Regions from separate parts of the Hordeum vulgare genome. Here all the other regions are linked to region 3. Evidence: chromatin contacts called from public Hi-C data. All regions are on one chromosome and are shown on one strand. The core of a region is the stretch at or near the end of the contact, and the rest is flanking DNA. Distances in the headings are between cores, read along the strand shown. Region 1 has its middle 240 kb from the start of LOC123412271. Region 2 holds the start of LOC123440700 (phospholipase D zeta 1). Region 3 has its middle 5.6 kb from the start of LOC123412271.

Region 1 (4,089 bases), core at 1,532-4,031, 240 kb before region 3:
AGCTCTGGAGGCTAGGGTTGCGGGGGCCCCTAGCGTCGCCCGAGGGGAGGCGGCGCGAGGGGGTACGTCGCCTAGGTGGCCACAATAAGTTTCTAAAGGTAGAAAGAACAAATAGATTACGGTTGTGCCATTTAATTAGTACAAGATCTGAAAGATTTGTTCGTCGAGGATGGGGAGCTGTATTTTAGGAAATTAGATAGAAACCTGAATGGGAGTACAGATTTCCTAGCTAAACATCTGTCCTCGCAGAACTGAGCCAACTTGTCGTTTCAAGATGTTCCCGAGAATCTTAAACGCCATGTTGGCTATGGATGGTAAAGATATTTCTTAATTAATAATGCTCCCAATCTTCCTGCAAAATACTGCTCTTGCAGTCATGTGCATAAGTAGTGCATGGAGGTTTGTCTTTAGATTACTCGAGTAATTTTTATTAATTAACTCCTACAGTGGCAGTAAGCGATGATGATTTTTGCGGTATGGGAGATTTTCTTAGGATACTAAGAAATCAAATAGTTAAAAATAATAATTAACCAACTTTACAACATATGTGATTTAAGTACGGATGATAAATAGAGCAGCAAGAAAATGTATAAATTTTAAATTAATGAAACCATAACAATAACTTAAGTACCAATATTTTTTAATAAAGTTTTTCTACTGTAAACGTTTAATTAATAATAGAAGTATATATCCTATATAAGGAGACATTAAAAACACATAGAAGCATGTCATAATATGATGCCTATATCTTTCATATGACATGGATATAAAATGTTGACATACATGCAATATTTTCTATTTGTGTAGTTATATTTATAATCACTATTAGAATATAAAATCACATTCCAAAGAAATGCTCGACAATCTAAGCATGCTTAGGTCTAGAATTTTTCAAGACTTAGTATTATTCTAGATATGATGGCCGTGGATTCAAAGTCTAATATGTCTACTAAATAGAAGGTATTACATCATGAAAATTCAATTTGATTGTCAGATAAATCACCTAGGTGTAGAGTTAGGAGTTCAAATCGAATTTGTGTAAGCTGACGTTGAAGTAATTTTTTCTAAAGGCCATATTTTATTGACTGAAAATAAAGCATCAAGATGATACAAACACAATGAACAGATCCGACCTCTTCATAGCCAAGATGTTGTTGAAGCGTAATGATAGATCCATGTTTCTTCTAAATAACTACAGCTCCATAACAGTGACACTTAATTCGATCATGTTGAATTTAGGCACCATTTATGGAGCTATAGATTTGCACCTCCTAAAACTCAGGTCCAACCTACTTTAACTACATATTTTCTATCCCCGATAAGGAAGAACTACATACTATGTGGACCATTACTACACCTAAATTCTATTATGATTATTTTTTAACCATTTGCACTTCAGTTGGTCAAGAGAGTAAAATAATATTGTTTAATTAAATTGAATTCAACTATATTTCTATTTTCATAACTCAATTTATGCTGCCTCCATCATCTTGCTTCACGTACAGAAACCAAAGTCGATCCTGCATAAATATCATCGGAATTTAATGGTGAGTTTTAGGATCCCTTTGAAATCTATAGTGGCCAAAAAAATATCATCGGAATTTAATTCACAATTCAATTCTACAAAATAGTAAACGACTGCACACATGCAAATCAAGGTCCATAGTGGAACACAACAATAAAAGGAAGCATGATAGCCGTGGTAATCAATTGACTCGTATTGAAGAACGCATGTAAATTTAGGTTGCTGGCAAAATCCATCACGTACAGGCTATAGGCAAGGCAAGGAGTATCATGGATTCATGGTAGGAGTATGCACTTACACAGCCCGTTACAAATTACAAACTTACAGCGACCAGGGTGGAGTATTGAAAATTGGTGTGGCCGTGATCCACTGATGCGACCCACTGATTAATTTCTGGCAAGATAGCTTGATTGCGTTTTGAGCTGCTCGATCTTCTCCTACAATCATGTACTCCCTCCGTCCCAAAATAACTGTCTCAAGCTTAATACAAATTTGTACTAGAGCTAGTATAAAGTTGAGACATTTATTTTGGGACGGAGGGAGTACAAAACTAGCTAGCTTCCTCTGTGCGGCTGATGGATACACATCTGGCCTAAACGGCTAAACGTCTTCAAAGCTAGATAGATCTCCGCGTACGGTTGATGGATACGCATCCGGTCGGTTTGTGCGAATCTATAACCATAGGTATGGTGTGCTGGAATGCTTAGCCCCCACACAACGCGTATCTCATAGGCAAGAAAAAAATGCCTTTATATTACATAGACTATTTTCTGATTAACGTGGGATTTTTTAGCTAATATTTCTACCTTTTCTCGTATTTTGCTTTTAATATATACTCCCTCCGTTCTTAAATATAAGTCTTTTTAAAAATTTCACTAGGAGACTACGTACGGATGTATATAGACATACTTTAGAATGCAGATTCACTTATTTTCCTCTGTATCTAGTTTCCTAGTGAAATATCTAAAAAGACTTATATTTAGGAACGGAGGAAGTAATAGATAGATAGATAGGTTGATAGAAGATATCTGTTTCCTGTCAATCGACTACGTTGTCGTCGTCCGTGGTCAGTTGTACCGTCCTTAGATCGTACCGTTTCGTACGCAGACGGCGACGTGATCACACGGGTCCCGTCGTCGCCTCCCATTTTTCAAAGGCACGACGACAAGATCCATGTGCTCCGCGGGAAGGGGCACACCACCATCGAAAGCAACGGCCATCGATATAACAACACGCGCACCGGTGCACCGCCAACTTGACCACCGTTCCTTCTGCCTGCTGGGCTGAGGTGAACGTGGGTGTACGGAGAGGAGAAAGATGGTTACTGAAGAAGGGATGCCAATACGACGAGGGGGCATCTTGCCTTTAATGCATGTATGTCTATGACGTTGTACGACAACGTACAGTAGGATGATCTAGACGGAGTTGGGGATTAATTAGTTGGCCGCGCGTACTGTATGTGTGTTGTGTTGGTCACGAGCTGCGGAATTTTGATTGATCTTGGACACCTTGGGTGGGGTAATGTGATGCTAGCTCCTGCTTGGCATAATTGGTTGAACGTCGCCAAGCAGCTCGGACGGTAGCCTCCGCCGCAAGGCGCATGCCGTACTGCTGCGTCGACGCCAACCCTGCTCCATTTCAGTGCCGCAGCTTTGTCTTGTCGACGACGGCAAACATGGATTAGTGCACGCTTTTCTATTCATCGGTATGTCTAAATCGGGCGACACGGCGTATGACAATACGGACGGGAAGATGATGGAGATAATCCACGACGGGGGCGGAGGCCAAAGTGAAAGTGGAGATATAGGGAACGTGCTACACACAAAAATGCACGCAATGCTAGCTAGACCTTACGACCTACTTAAGGTCTGTTAGAGCATCTACCCGTGAAACTTGTAAATCCGGTCACTTAAACGTCTGCGGATGCATCCGTTCAGTGACGGCTGTTTTTGATTTAAGTCCTACTTTTTCATTATATGTCCAATCATTTGCATGTGATTGATGAAGAAGAAAAGAAAGAAAGAAAAAATGAATAAAAAAATAAAAGGTGGTCTGGGTGGGGTGGTGTCTTATGTGGCGGAATGACCGACCGTGCCCGGACGCGTTCAAAATCCCTTATATCGTTCCCATATTTGAGATGGATATGACGGATGTCGGTCAGTCTGGACGTTTGAGATGGGTATGAGGGGTCCGGGTGGATAGATGTTTTATGACCGGTCAGTGACCGGGTGGGCTGCCCGGACGTTTGAGGTGGGTTTAAGGGGTCCGGCTATAGATGCTCTTATGTGTTATACATAAACAACATTAAATCCGTTGCGACCAGATCTTCGAATCTAGATATCATATCGACATGTTTTGATCACTATTTTTGATTAAAATTTGACATCTCTATTGCACATAAATTACCATCATAATTAAATTAAAGTTGTCATGGTATATTTCAACTACTTTTTTTATGTTTAAAGTAAATTTTGACATATTATGTAAAGAAATTAAGAAACTAAACTTGACATGACGAATTAGTAAAATTTATCATGATCCATAAAATAATTTTGACATGGTTC
Region 2 (3,968 bases), core at 131-2,630, 170 kb after region 3:
ACACAGAGGAGGATGCAGTGGTGGAGGAGGAGGGGGTCGTAGGGAGGAGGAGGCGGTGGTGGAGGAGGAGGCAATGATGGAGGAGGGGTCACACGGAGGAGGAGGGCCCGTGGAGGAGGAGGGCGGTGGTGGAGGAAGGGGCGGTGGTGGAGGAGGAGGGCGATGGTGGAGGGGAGGGCGAGCTCCGGCAGCAGGTCGCGGGAGAGGAGGGGAGGGCGAGCTCCGGCGGCGGGGGTGGGTTTCGGGGGTGAGAGAGAGAGAGAGATCCAACCGTTATGGGGGAGAGAGGGGGTGTGGGGGTGGGGGTGATGGCCGTTAGGGCGTCACCCTCTTTGCCGCCTGTCCCCCGACGACAAAGAGGTACAAGGCAGACGACAAAGAGGGGCATCCGTTAGGGCTGGTTGGCCAGCGGACCAGGGGGCCATCCCATGCCCTATGTCGTCTGCCTGTTGCCTCGGCAAAGAGCTCACATATGGCAAACAATGTCTTTGTCGTCTTTTTGGCAGACGACAAAGAGCAAACTGATGGCAAACATTGTCTTTGCCATCAGTCTGCTCTTTGTTGTCCGGTGTTTGCCAGCTGACGGTAAAGAGGTTCTTTGTCATGTGTCAGCAGACGACAAATGCATGACGGACGACAATTTACTGGATTCCAATAGTGTGGGGCACCCTCAGCCTTTGAGCCTTCAAATATAAGGGTCTCGGATGTGAATTTTCGGCACCCTTTAATATTTACGGGTTGGTTCATTATTAGTGTATTTGTTCTGGATGCTTTTTTTTTACCAAAAACTTAAAATACAAAAAATATAAAGATTTAATTACTTTTAAGACGTATATGCTCTTATTACATTCCAAAACAACCATCCATCCTTAACAGCTACTCCCTGAGTCCCATAATACAAGAGCTTTTTTGATACTATGCTAATCTAGAAAATGCTCTTATATTATGAGACGGAATGAGGGAGTGCATGCTTTTATTTATTTTTAAAACAGACGCAAGCGCTCATGCCTCTATGAACGCACGCACACATACCTTATCCTTATAAGCATCTTCAAGAGACTGAGCCGACATATCATCTTGAAATTTACGTGCCTCGTCGTCGACGGAAACGTCTCCTCCCACTAAAACGCATCATCAAAAATACTAAAATAAATTCAAAAATAATGCCATCAACAAGACTTAAACTATATCTCTAATCATCTAAGTTGGTTTGCTCTTTCACTATTCTTTAAATGTACCACTCCATCATGTTTGTGCATGTCTATATTCAAATCATCAAATGGGCCCGTGGCAATAAAGCACGTACGTTTTTTGCCGACCTGCTGTCCGTTTCCACCGGTCCCGACTCCACCGAAGTTTGGAAAGGTGGTTGCTTCTCCCGGCGTCCGTGGAAGGCCGACGCGTGCACCAGCCCAAGCCGGCCCCACACACGACGCTCCGTGATTCTCCGTCCCCCAAACCCGAATTCCTCCATGTTCCTCCGCTGTTTCTTTTGATGATTTGATCCGAGAAGAATCTCCCCGTTCTCCCGGTTGCGTTCCCGGAATTCGTAGTTTCCCCCATCCAGTTCGAAAGTCCAAGCCGTGGGATTCTGACGTCCTTCTCGCGTTCCGGCCCCCTTTCCTGCCGGCCCATTCCCGCACCCCCAAGGAAACCAAACCAAATCCGTATACAACTCGGGGGAAATTCGCCGTCCAGCCAGCCAGATCGGACGAGCCCCCGTCCGGCCTGCCCCCCCCCCCCCCCCCCCCCCCCTTCGCGAAGCTTCCATGAACATGGAGCGCCTGCCGGCGGAGCGCCACGGCCACCGGTACGAGCGGATGCAGCCGGAGCCCGCCGCCGAGGGGGACGCGTCGGCGTCCTCCTCCTCGTCGCCGTCGGCGCCGGCGCGGCGGCCCGAGGTCCTCGCGGCGTCGGCGTCGTTCCGGCTCTCCGAGGCCGCGCGGGTGTTCGAGGAGCTCCCCCGCGCCACCATCTTCTCCGTCTCGCGCCCCGACGCCGGCGACATCACCCCCATGCTGCTCTCCTACACCATCGAGATCAACTACAAGCAGGTCCGCGGATCCTCCTCTGCCCACCCTTACTCTTCTCCTGTTCACGATTCCGAACATATCGTACTTCTCATCGGGGATGCCCGACTCTGCTCGGGTTCCTGGGAGGTCGTGCGAATTCGGCGTCATGAGATGCTGCTGATTAGTCCGAAATTTTGCGTGGACAAAATCTATGATCAAGTTAGGCGTCCCAGTTTAATTGGACGGCACTTACTCTTGTTGTAGCCACGCTTCTGGTTGTTGCCTCAATTGCTTCGTTTGGTTCTAGGTTTTCACACCATCAGTTGATTTGAGTGGCCAATAATCCAGTATACTAATAGCAGGACATGAACGCGGGCATTTGAATTGAGATTCAATTTTCTCCCACTGATGGCATTGCTAGTGGGGTGTGACTATTGCGTTGTTGGGTGCTCGACCTTCATAGTTTGGTGTTAGAAGGCGAGGACTCCAAGTATGAAATGTGTCAGGTTATTTGTTGGCTCAAATTCGATTCGGATAAGTGCAGTTTCAGTTCTTCTGAATTGACGGCCCAGGCTAATTAGCAATGATGGGTTTATGTTCAGAATGTCCTTGAACGTGTATATGAAATTTGGATAGTAAAGAGCTACACTCGCAGGTCCAAGTGCAACATTGTGCCGCTACTGTCTCATAAACTACTAATTTGAACTTTGGGGATTTTCTTCCTTAATATTTGCTGAAAGTGCTGAGTTTTCATTTGGTTACAAAAACTTAGGAATGCATTTATTTCATGAATTGGGCTTTCAGATAAACTATCATGGATAGCTATCGTTGTCCTTATTGAGTACAAAGGATTCGTAATGTAAAATGTGCCAACTTCTTATGGGCAAACTGTTTTGTTTACCCAATAACTTCTAACGTTCCATGTCTCGTCTTAAGTTCTTGGACAAAAATGACCATTCTTGTCCTTCTGGGGTTCTTGAATGATTATTTAGTGCTTACACGGCTTTTTGACTAGGATAGACCAATTTTAGACCTAGAACTTGATTCTTTAGAAGATAAGAAATAAATTGCAGGACATGCATGGCTAATAACCGGTACTTGCATCAGTTTGCATATCACAAGAATGCATCCTAGATTAATATATTTTCAATCATTTTGACCTCTTACATTACAAAATAACCATAGTGTTGATTGCTGACTTGTCTGTTCTTACTCCTTGATAATTTGGTGCATGATTTAGTGGTCAACAGGTTGTGAAAATAGATTCTGCTGCCTTTTGCATCAGATACCTTAACATGCTGTAGGGTACTATCTGGAGCTTAAGTTTGTGATAAGTTCAAAGTTAGTAGAACTCATGATACATCGTACGAGTGCACATGTTCATAAACGCATGAACAAACACTAAGCTGTCAAATAGAGAAAGAACCCATGGGACACATGTGCCCTGGAATTTTTTGCTAAGTGTTTGTATTTGGTCAAATGCCTAGCGAAAATCATGATTTGTTGTTAGGTATTGAACCAAATAGGTACTTGCTACTTGTGATGCCTATTCCCTCCTAATATGTGTTCTGTTGTTATTATTCCATTAAATACAGATGCGTCATATGTGGACTAAATAATGTTCACTACTTCTATCAGTTTAGGTGGCGTCTTTTTAAGAAAGCTTCCCAGGTTCTCTATCTACACTTTGCATTGAAGCGACGTGAATTTCTTGAAGAATTCCACGAGAAGCAGGAACAGGTTGGTTACACGGCTATCTTGATTAATGTCGACCTTTTAGAACTAGAATTCAGTATACAGTGGATAGTGCGTGAGCTTTGGTAGGCTATAATTTTTCACCTTCCAGTTGTATGCAAACTCATGAGAAAAGGTAACAAACTATATATAATTATTGTATTCATATGTTCTAAGTTGAGTAATGATGTTCCATAACTAAACTAGATCCATTATAGAGAA
Region 3 (4,098 bases), core at 574-3,073:
CACATGGACGGGCATTTTTTCGTCAAGGGAGAACAAGAATGAGGAGAGGTATAAGCTTAAGTTGGATGCGTAAAGGGAGAGGATGGAGTGGGATCGGACGAGGGCAAAGAGGCGATTTCAAATTGAGAGGGAGAAGATCGAGTTGGAGAAGCAAGAGGCGGCGATCAAATGTGAACTCCAGAAGGCCAAGACATTTGGAGAGATTGAGCTCGAGAAGGAGAGGTTCCAACTCTCACGCGATGCGGAGGATGCAAAAAATCATTCTTGCGGATGAATCTACGTTGGATGAACATGCCAAAAATGGCTTGTGGATAAGAAGAAGGAGATCAACGACCATAGAGCGTTGGAGGCGGCCAGGATGGCTACGACTGCGACAGTGGAGCAGGCAGCCAGGATGAAGGAGGAGGAGGTAGCCCGGATGCAGGCGGAGATGGATGTCCAGAAGGAGCAGGACGCATGGATGAACTCGTCCGGCCAGTGATCCGACAATCAACACTTGTCGGTCAGACATTGCTTTCATTTTGGCATGTTTGTTTGGTTGAACTATGATATCATTTGCTTTTGTTTAAAACTGTTGAATTCGAAAAATTTGTATCGGATGGTCGACGTGCATGCATGACTTTGTATGGATTTAAGAGTCCGGATATAAGGTATGTGAATGCACGGAACAAAATATGAGAAGCTGTCTGAATGCTTTTGCGATCATGCCAGGGCTCGTCAGCGGACGTATAGTGGGACGGATTTGCCTAGTCCGAGTGTAGATGTTGCTCCTGTGATGCACAGGATAGGAAAAATAGAGGATTGCTACTTATGACTTACATGCACGTTTGAATTCTATGGAATTGTAAAACAAAGGAATTAAGACAAATGCGTGTTTGGTGGAAGCATATGATTTTTTCCAAGATCTCAGACTTTATTTTGTGAAATTTTCTACGAGATATACTATGAAAATTTCCATAGGAACGATTCCTACAAATCAAGGCTTCCAAAAAATATTCCATAGGATCACAATTGTTGTGGAAATCCCGTAAATATCCTGTGAATCAAAGTAGCTTTCCCGTGGAACATCAGATCCTCCCTTTCGTGCAGCAGTAGTCATGTGTTGTCTACCATTACCAAAGCAACGAAACCACTGACCTTTCCACACATGTACAGTAAGTACGTGGTACCAACTGGACGCACCCATTGTAGATTCGGTTCTTGGAGCTAGCTGCCAGCTCCTTGAGTCGTGGATGCGGTCCACTAGTCACTACAGTACTGCTGTAGATGCAACAGCATGGCCACTCACTAGCAACAGTATGGAGCAGTACATCACCAAACACACATCTCTCTGATCAGGTCGCGCACGTTTCGTCAGTTTCTTGCCGCCCCATCCCATGCATGCTTGCATGCATGCCTATCTTCCAGCTCACAGTCACACGACAGATTAGATAAGCCTCGGGCCTCACAGCTACAACACCTACCTGGCTACCCAACGTACCGAGAAGCGCCCTAAACATTCTTGACAAATCCAGCACGCTTCCGTTCCAAGAGTAGTTCTACTCCAGGCAACGGCGACGTCCAACTAAAAAAATCTCTCTCTTTCCAGCCGATCGATCACGTTGTCGTCGTCCGTGGTCAGTTGTACCGTCCTCAGATCGTACCGTTTCGTACGCCCGACGGCGACGTGATCAGGCGGGGCTCCCGTCGTCGCCTCCCATTTTCCAAAGGCACGACGACAAGACAAGCGGTTCCATGCGCTCCGCGGGAAGGGGCACCGTCGAAAGCAACGGCCATGCACATGCGCGCACCGGTGCACCGCCAAACTTGACCGCCGCTGCCGCTGCCGCTGGGCTGAGGTGGACGTGGGTGTACGGAGACCCATGACGTGTGACTCATGGTATTATCTTCACGATAGTATTCTGTGGGGAGAAAGATGGTTGTTGATGAAGAGATGCCAAAACGAGGAGAGGGGGCATCTTGGAGCATAATGCATGTGGTTGTACGATAAGGTACGGCAGAGTGATCTGGACGGAGCCGGGGATTAATTAGTTGGCCGCGCGTACTGTACGGCGTTGGTCACGAGCTGCGGAATATTTGGTTGATTTTGAGCACCTTGGGGTGGGGCGATGTGATGCGTGGCGGGCATGATTGGCTCCCACCGGCATTCACCATGTGCCGACGAACATGATGTTTACCGAATATCGAAGCATCAGCGAAATTTTTTGCTGGAGCCGCCGGTCAGATGTTTCTACTTGCTAGCTGTTCGTTAGCGGTCACCGGTTGCTCTCAAAGTTTGGGATTGATGCTTGACGCTAATCCAAGCAAGCAAGGATGGCACGCCGCCGTCGCATAATGACCGCCCAGCGAAGCTAGACGGCACCAGTCGCGGCTGAAAGAGTACGGTGAGAGCAACACGCAAAGTCACGAAACCAGCAACAAAAATGCCTCCCCGCTTCCGCTCTTTCTTTCTTTTTCAAATATATATTTTTTGTACTGTACAACATTGGTGAGGGCGGCGATGAACAATGATGAGATGGTGAGGTGCTTCGCCAATTTCCAAACTCAGCACGCCATGGCGGTGATCATATTTGGAAAAGGGGGTGGGGGGTGAGAATACAGAATGCTTAACCCTTGTTCAGGAGCTCGGATGCGGTTTATATAAAGTATCATGACCGGCCGAGTGCCATTACAAGGATGAATTAATGCTAATAACTACGAAAGTTACTAATAACAGCAACTCTAACTCTGACGTTACCGGTAATGTCGGTGTTCACTGCACTTCATGTGGTAGTTTAAGTCTGTTGTCGTTGCAATCTCTTTGTCGTCCACACATTGCTTTGGTCCGAGTGTCGGGGCGCGTTCGACTAACCGAAGGTGGTTCGAGTGACTTTGAGCATCAGAGTGAGAACCTATTTGCCCAAGTAAGACCGAGACTGCTCCGATATCTTTGAGGACATTGATGATCCTGCGAGGCCTTAGGTGGGCCTAGGAATGCAGGTGAGTGTCCCTGCCCCTAATGTATAACCCTGTCAGTAGCCCTCAAATCGGCTGAGGTTTTTACTGGCCGAGCGATAGGCACTTCTCAGTGTCCTCGGTGTCTCGGGGACGCCGGTGTTGTAGCTCAGGGCTACTTCACCCGGACTCTCAGTAAACCACTACGGATTCAGGAGTGAAAAAATCTGACCGTTTGACCATGTCTGCATGCTTGCAGTCGGTAGAAATTGTGAACCAGGAGCTCCGAATGTCCAGCAGGGAGTTAGGACGGATCCCACTCGCATGACGGTAAGGGCCATCAGGTCACCCTCTCCTCTATCCGAGTGACTAGAGTCCCGTAGAAGGACGATCCAATAGATGTTCGGCTCACTTCATTCTGAACCATGGATGCGGTATCCATTCGGGTCGTGAGTGCGGCGGAATTTCCGCGTTTTCTGAATTAAGGGAGCGCGCTAGTGGGAGCGGAAACGGCGACGACGTGGGAGGTGGAGGAAGTGGTGAGGCAACTCGATTCCTACGCCTAAAATGTCGTTGTCGTGCTACATGCATGCTGTCCTAGGGATCTTGTGGATCCCCTCTTCGCCGGTGGATTACTCGATGGGGAATCTTCTAGACAGTGTATAAAAGGGACAAAACAGAGAGAGGAGGGGATCACGCTCCGAGATCTAGAACAGTTCACCCCTCTCCTCAATCCCTGCTGCCGCGACCGAGAGTTCTCCCCACGTCCTCAGCTTCCACGTGCCTCAACCATCTCGCTGTGCGACATGGTGAAGGACGTGAAGACGAAGGCCGAGCAAGCTAAGAAGGGCTCGCATGTGTCCTCATCGAGTGCCGGAGCACTCCCGCCAAGCTGGATCTAGGGCGACTCGATGACGGCTCGCGGTGAATGGGAACCTACGCCGCGAGGGGACAACCGAATGCTCCTCATCACCCATGTGGAGAGAGGTTTTTCCATGCCCCCGCATCCATTCTTCCATGCGCTTCTTGATTTCTTTGGCACGCAGCTTCATCATCTCCCCCCAGCGTCGTCTCATACTTAGCTACTTTCATATTTTTGTGCGAGAACTTCCTCGTATGCTATTCGCACTGAGGATTGTTCAAGCACCTGTTCATTCACTTGCC

What was found. A called contact is a pair of places that touch in the nucleus more often than the background predicts.
Region 1: a Hi-C map of leaf shows a contact between it and region 3, with 8 times the contacts expected there. The contact joins two enhancer-like sites. A contact is called at or near these places in 3 of 6 Hi-C or Micro-C datasets (leaf and seedling) and 1 of 1 datasets of contacts at active chromatin or transcription factors (embryo).
Region 2: a contact with region 3 is called in a Hi-C map of seedling, with 4 times the contacts expected there. The contact joins the promoter of LOC123440700 here to the enhancer-like site in region 3. A contact is called at or near these places in 3 of 6 Hi-C or Micro-C datasets (leaf and seedling) and 1 of 1 datasets of contacts at active chromatin or transcription factors (embryo).

Annotation. Positions count from the first base shown.
Region 1 is chr1H:405,127,795-405,131,883 of MorexV3_pseudomolecules_assembly, forward strand. No RefSeq gene overlaps it. Among protein-coding and RNA genes, the nearest start is that of LOC123412271, 240 kb to the right of the region's middle. Within about 2 kb of position 2,782, at least 1 of the 3 cell types and tissues checked has open chromatin away from gene starts, as enhancers often do. A contact at or near this core is called in leaf, where this site is marked.
Region 2 is chr1H:405,539,579-405,543,546 of MorexV3_pseudomolecules_assembly, forward strand. It overlaps LOC123440700 (phospholipase D zeta 1), which reads left to right and starts at 1,381. Exons shown (of 20, transcript XM_045117257.1): 1 at 1,381-2,054; 2 at 3,651-3,752. The coding sequence starts at 1,770.
Region 3 is chr1H:405,373,473-405,377,570 of MorexV3_pseudomolecules_assembly, forward strand. No RefSeq gene overlaps it. Among protein-coding and RNA genes, the nearest start is that of LOC123412271, 5.6 kb to the left of the region's middle. Within about 2 kb of position 1,824, at least 3 of the 3 cell types and tissues checked have open chromatin away from gene starts, as enhancers often do. A contact at or near this core is called in leaf and seedling, where this site is marked.